Linked DNA regions of Mus musculus: region 2 is linked to region 1. A link is a contact called in public Hi-C data. All regions are on one chromosome and are shown on one strand. Each heading gives the region's core, a stretch centred on a gene start, on an enhancer-like site or on the middle of the called end of the contact. The rest is flanking DNA. Distances are from core to core; before and after follow the strand shown.

Region 1 (3,362 bases), core at 521-3,020:
GTTCAGTGAGAGACCCTGTCTCAAGGGATTATAGGGCTGACAATGCTAAAGAAGGATATCCAGCAATCTCCTCTGGCTTCAACAGGAACACACATACACACACAAATACACCACACACACACACACACACACACACACACACACAAAAGAATTATTTTTAAAAAGAGGTTACAGTGGTGCCATTTTTTAATGTGTTCATGATCACATAACTGACATAAACAGACGGCTACCAGAGCTCTTGATGGACTTCCCAGACAAAAACAGCCAGAGAGCTTTAGCTCTTCCTTTCTGCGTGCTGGTTGGAATCCATCAGCAGCTAAGCTGGAGAGGGAAGTGCTTCTAAAAAGAGGTCAGAGAAGGCCAGGGAGGTGGAGGGCCTAGAGGTGCTCTCAGAACTGCAGTCTGGCTGGTGCGAGAGACCCAGTGTCTAACTTCACTTCTCTCTGTGAATTTTTTAAGTAGTGGCTCCAACCGCCACCTCCCCAAACAGACACAAATGGCATTTGTTGACTGGAAAAGGGAAAACAGAGCACCCCCGGCAAAGTTAGAAAGACTGTTGTCCTGGATTAAGACCAATGACCTAGCATAGTCCGACATAAGGAAAGAGATAAACAGAAAAGAGCTAAGAGGGCAAGGCTGCTGCTGCTGCGCTTGATGATGGGGTTCAATCCCTGGTGGCACCCATACGGTACAAGAAGAGAACTGACTCCTGCAATTCGTCTTCTCACACACACACACACACACACACACACACACACACACACATATGTAATGTTAATTTTTAAATGAACAAACAGAAGGGCAGGGCATGGTATCCCATGCCTTTAATCCCAGCATTCAGTAGGCAGAGGCAGGGGGAATCTCTTAAGTTCCAGGCCAACCTGATCTACATAGTGAGTTCCAGGACAGCCAGGGCTATAGAGAGAGAGACCTTGTCTCAAAAAAAAATTAATAATAATAATTAATTCAAAACAAACAGAATGTGAACAATAAATTGTTCCTTGGAACCAACTGGGAGCTGATAAGTTCCTTGCTGAAGGTAGGAGCTAAAAGGCAGGTTCCAAAACCATAAACCTAGAAATGAATCTTACAAGAACCATGCAACGATTCATCTTTATCTGCTGCTATATAACCCAGATGAAACGGACCAGGTCTCAAATCTATGGAAGGGTGCTTTTTTTTTTCATTTCTGGGTGGGGCACTGAGAATGAGGTGAGGGTGGCCTAAAATCATTTTGTTTAATCATTCATTATTTAGGCTCTGTGGATAACTGCAACTGTGTGCCCTCTCCTGCCCCACCCCCTCCTCCCTTTCGACTCCCTCCCTGAAGAAGAAGGGATCTGGGACCTGGATGGCTTCCCTTCAGCTAACCTAAGCCTTTCCCCACTTCCTAGCCCTCTGCACACAGCTGCTGAAGCCCAGACAGCCAGATGTCTGTTGCAGATCGGTACTGCGAGGGCCCAGACCTGCAGCCTTTCTCTACACAGATGCTCTGGAGATGTAATTTTAATTAACGGTGGGAGCTATGGCCCCAAGGATTGGATTTTCAGAACAGAAAATATCCTTCCCATTTCGTTCTTTCTCACTCTCTTTTCATTCCTCTGTCGTTTCCCCCCAATGTCACCGACATTTAAAAATAAATATGAAAAAAATCGAACGAGGAGTCTCACCCACACCTTCACTGGGACCCAGGAGGGAAGCTGAGGATGCAGACGGCTGCGGGCGGCCGCCAGGAGCGGTCCAGCTCTGGGAGGAGGCCTAGCGCGCCGCGAAGGCGGGGCCTGGGCGGGGCCTGAGGCGGGACCACGCGGACTTAGGGGCGGGGTCTGTTTGGTTACGTGGCCAAGGACTGCTACTAATAGAGCTACTTCTGAGGAACACGTGGTCTAGCTTTAGCAAGAACTCAGAGACAGACACTTTGTGGCCATGGGCTCTTGGAAGACTGGTCAGAGCTACCTAGCGGCCGGGTTGCTGAAGAACCAAGTGGCCGTGGTCACCGGCGGGGGCACAGGCATTGGAAAAGCCGTCTCCCGGGAGCTCCTGCACCTGGGTACGTGAGCAGGCCTCTGGGGCTGGGCTAGTGTCCGCAGAGGTCCAGCTCGGGTAAACTGGGTTCAGAGACAGAGGGGAGTGCTGGCGGACCGGGAAGAGGTTGCAAAGCTCCGGTCTGCAGAGCTGAGCAATGAGGGAAAACGAAATAACAGAGGTTTTATTCCGAATAGCCGAGAAATGTTGAGAGGCCCTGATCAGATTTTCTTCTCACGTCCCCTGTGCTAAAAGCAAGAAAAAGGAAAAGTTATTAAACTTAGAATGATCACGTAAACACACGCACAAGGAAGCCATCAAGAAGAAAATAGTTACATTTAATATTTAAATATGTGAGAATGTGCATCTTCTTTGGGTTTACTTTTTTTTGTTATTTTGTTTTGTTTTTTTTGTTTTTTTCTAGACAGGGTTTCTTTTTATTAGCCCAGGCTGTCCTGGAATTCACTTTGTAGACCAGCTGGCCTCGAACTCAGAAATCCGCCTGCCTCTGCCTCCCGAGTGCTGGGATTAAAGGCGTGCGCCACCATGTCCGGGTTTTGGGTTTACTCTTAACCCAAAGCAAACTGTTCCCAGGTGGTGGTGACATATGACTTTAATTCCAGCACTCAAGAGGCAGAGACAGGTGGATCTCTGTGAGTTTCAGGCTAGCCTGGTCTACAGATCGAGGTCCAAGTCAGTCGAGGTTTCACAAAGAAACCCTGCCTCGAAGATGTGGGTAAGAAGGAAGAGTGCAAAGTTTATAAAGGCATATTTGAAAAGTATTTCCAACACGACGCTTGTATTGTGCAAAGAGCTTTGACAAGTAGATTTTTTTTAAAGATTTTTAAAATTTTATTTTATGTATATGAGTACACTGTAGCTGTCTTCAGACACACCAGAAGACAGTATCAGATCCCATTACAGATGGTTGTGAGCTACCATATGGTTGCTGGAAATTGAACTCAGGACCTCTGGAAGAGCAGACAGATCTCTTATCTGCTGAGCCGTCTCTCCAGCCCTGACAAGTAGATTTTTAAAAATCTGACATCAAGTGGAACAAATGAGAAATGATTTGGCCTTGACATTCCATGCTGAACTAACACAAGAAATAAATACATGGAGAAATGATTGACTTTATCTTATCAGCAGTACACTGCAAAAAAAAAAAACAAGACAGTATTGCAGTTTGCACTTTACCATTACTTCCAGCCTGTCTTCCACCAGGAAACTTCCCCTGGGAGGAGGAATTATTAAAAAAAAAAAAAAATCAACCAGTACCTGTTTAGTACAAAGGTCAGGATCTTGGCCTCTGTCAGCAAATTTGCAGAACCTTGGTT
Region 2 (3,362 bases), core at 325-2,824, 51 kb before region 1:
GATCTCAAGTAACCAAGGAGAGACAGCTTGCCCTTTGTTTGGATATACTGACTAACTGCAGAACAGCCAGCTCTAACCTTGGGACTAACTTTACCTAGGAACTTCCACCGCTCACTCATCAGAGCTGACCGAGACCCTAGAGCACTGAAAGTGCCAATAAGGAATCATTCATAAGAGTTGCACAGGTTTCCTGGTCCTAATAAACCCCAAACCCTCCTCCATCACCCAACCACACCGGCTACCACTGTCATCCCATGGGCCCGAGATACGGTCCTAGTCCTTATTCCAAACACAAGATGCTTCATCAGAAACTTGTCTCTGCACTTTCGTTTGACTTTGACAACAGAAGCTAGTTACGTATATGACAAATTTGATTTGCAGCTCAGGTACCTCAATATAGCTCTGCAGCAGAACTCTCAAGAAGTCACTGGGATTTCCTTCGTGGAAAAAAAACAAAAACAACAACAAAACAAAAATAAACAAACAAAAAAACCAAGTGGGAGTTATGTCCACAGCTGGAGTTCAAAAAGTTTAAAACTATAGAACACACCAGACCAGAGCAGCACAGTTTCTAAGGCTGGAGTTAGGAGAACATCACTAGCTAGAATTCTCAAGTGTGAAGTCATCTATGTGTTGTAGTGAACTCACCCCCTCACACCCAGGAGAGGGGAAGGCAAGCGTCTTCTCCTGATGTTAACTGTTCTCAGACACTGACATGACCACCTCCTAGGTGAGCAGCCAGCCATGTTCCAGAAGCATGGGGAAAAAAGGTCATCAATGCAATCAATTGTTCACATTTTCTAATGCAAATACCTCTGAATTTAGAAGCCTGCTTCAGCTGGTTTAACACTCTGTACTGGAGTCAACACACCAACGAAACATTGAGTGCTGACTTAATATTTCAAAAAGAAAATGTGCAGAGTTGGGAATGGGTGGGTAGGGGAGTGGTGAGGAGGGTATGGGGGACTTTTGGGATAGCACTAGAAATGTAATTGAGAAAAATACGTAATAAAAAAAAAGTTTCCTTTTAATGAGAAATACTATGTAAAATACATTTATATACTGCATTTACAATGTGAACCAGGACAAACAGCAAAGAATATCCCCATTTCTAGTATTATAGGGATTATTTGCAGTATGAGTTTATGCATTATTCCTATGAAATTAGAAAACCAATTAATTGTAAACTTGTATCACATTCAGAAAATCTACTCAATGTGGGAGCTACTATATATATGTTCTAATTTTGCTTGGAGAGAGAGGGGTACATTGCTTCTTTCAATATCCCTATGCTCACATGGCTTCTATTGTTAAAAATGATATACTTATTAAAAGATGATAACAAATGAAAAAAAAACAAAAAAGAAAAAAAAAGAAAATGTGCAGAGAGCAAAGCGTGAGTGTAGGTTGTGAAAGTCAGAGTTGTTAGCCAGGGATAAACAGGCCTGACGACAGAAAACCTTAAGAACGTGGGAAACCAGGGAAATCGCCCACAGATCAGGAGCGCTTCTCCAGGTCCACACACCATACTAATGCTCGGTGTTCATGAGAGACGAAGGCCAATCTGAACCAAAACTACTTAACAGCCGACACCTACACCTAAGTCAAGCTGGTCAGGGGTTGTTGTGCAATACTATGACCTCGGGCATTACGTTGAAGCTAAAACAAACTCGTTTATCATCTCCCCATTTTTAGAGTTAAAGGTTGGTGACTTTCCCACAGCTGTTGCAAATGCACACCTTTAACCCCATCACTTGGGAGCCAAAGGCTGATGATTTCCTAGTTCAAGGTCAGCCAATCTACAAAGCGAGTTCTAGGACAGCCATGGCTACACAGAGAAAGCCTGTTTCAAACAAACAAACAAACAAACAAACAAAGGCTATAAACAGCCCACTTTCCCAAAATAACAGTTCAGTTTGTAGCACTGTCTCAAAGCTCCAACCCAACTCACCTCATCATCCTTTGCTGCAAAGACCTTTAGAACTTGATGTCCCATGAAGAATCTTCTATGAACCTACAAGAGCATGGGAGAGAGAAAACGCGTTTTGAAATATGCACCACTGTAAGGTCACATGTTGCTAAATGTCTGCTCAGAATGTTCTTACTGGAAAACAGCAAGAGCAACTGGAAACAACCGAGTACTTGAAGCTCAACTACATGAGCACCTAACGCATGGCCTGTATTGTCCTATATGGTATGCAGTGAGACAGAGGAGTGAGCAGGATATAACCATGCTCCTCAAAAGCCTCAATAGCTGTGTGATTAAATGCAATGCTGGGTTACAGTCCAACACAGGGCACTGCACTAGCCTGTGATGGTTTCAGAAGAGTACGTAAAAACTGACCAAGACTTGGGAAGTAGAAACTAACCAAAAGGAAAATGTAAAGGCTGGAGAGCTAGCTCAGCTGTTCAGAGCACTTGCTGCTCTTACCAAGGGTATCAGTCGTGCACGATGCCCATTCATACATGTAGACAAATCACTCACACACATAAAAATACATCTTGAAAAAGGAAAATGTAAAGCAAGGTCTATGCACTGGCTCCAGAGCAGACATCACAGCGACCGCAATCTGGAGTGACGGGAACAGAGTATGTGTTCATTGGTCCTGCTTTTAGAACAATGCCGGGGCACAGCACAAGGGGACAGGTAAAAAATGAGCGATTACAAAGACTGTCTCCAAAAGTCTCTTAGGAATGATGTCCTCAGGAGATGGGACAAGCCTCTAATGTACTGCAGACGACAAAGAAAGCCAACTCTGAGCAGACCCGGGGCAGGGAAACTACGTACGGCTGGTGCCTCCGCGCTCCTGAAATGCAGTCAAGGTCACAGAACTCTACCAATACCTGCCTAGAAAATGAACGTTAACGCTCCTGAAATCGCAGCCCCTACACCCGTCCACCAAGCTCTGGCTCTCACTGCCTGTGGAGCCTGGCGCTTTTCTAGAAGGACGTGCCATGTGTGGCTCTGGGCAGCATTTCTCATCTGCTTTTCCCTCGCACTCTTTCCTCTGAAGCCTGGAAACAAGGAGCACGTTACAGCAGCTGATAGCTCAAGCACACAGAGCTGCAAAGGTGTGAGGTCCACACGTCCCTCACTTCCACTTCTAGTCCCAGCTGAAAACCACTATGCGAAGGCATACAAGAATAACCCTACACTGCCAGTACAGCAGATCGAGAGATCCCCTTACCCTGATAGAAATTATAACAGTCCTTGACTTATTCAAAAACTAGCTAATGAGGGAGCTGGAGAGATGGCTCAGCAGTCAAGAGCCACAATGCTCTAGCAGAGCCTCAAACTTTGGTTCCCAGCACTCATGTCAGGTGACTCACGACCCTTGTAACTCCAGCTCCAGGAGATCCAA

Evidence for each region. A called contact is a pair of places that touch in the nucleus more often than the background predicts.
Region 2: a contact with region 1 is called in a Hi-C map of liver, with 1.5 times the contacts expected there. The contact joins the enhancer-like site here to the promoter of Tmem169 in region 1. A contact is called at or near these places in 1 of 39 promoter capture datasets (macrophages), 1 of 484 Hi-C or Micro-C datasets (liver), 1 of 115 datasets of contacts at active chromatin or transcription factors (embryonic stem cells) and 1 of 9 other capture datasets (adipose tissue).

The regions. Positions count from the first base shown.
Region 1 is chr1:72,282,781-72,286,142 of GRCm38.p6, reverse strand. It overlaps Tmem169 (transmembrane protein 169), which reads right to left and starts at 1,770. Exons shown (of 3, transcript NM_175564.4): 1 at 1,677-1,770. It overlaps Pecr (peroxisomal trans-2-enoyl-CoA reductase), which reads left to right and starts at 1,822. Exons shown (of 8, transcript NM_023523.6): 1 at 1,822-2,050. The coding sequence starts at 1,927. Gm51631 (a long non-coding RNA gene) reads left to right here. Exons shown (of 3, transcript XR_003947863.1): 3 at 1,395-1,645.
Region 2 is chr1:72,333,288-72,336,649 of GRCm38.p6, reverse strand. Xrcc5 (X-ray repair complementing defective repair in Chinese hamster cells 5) reads right to left here. Exons shown (of 21, transcript NM_009533.2): 10 at 1,952-2,014. Among named protein-coding and RNA genes, the nearest start is that of Xrcc5, 28 kb to the right of the region's middle. Within about 2 kb of position 1,574, at least 7 of the 459 cell types and tissues checked have an H3K27ac peak or open chromatin away from gene starts, as enhancers often do. A contact at or near this core is called in liver, where this site is marked.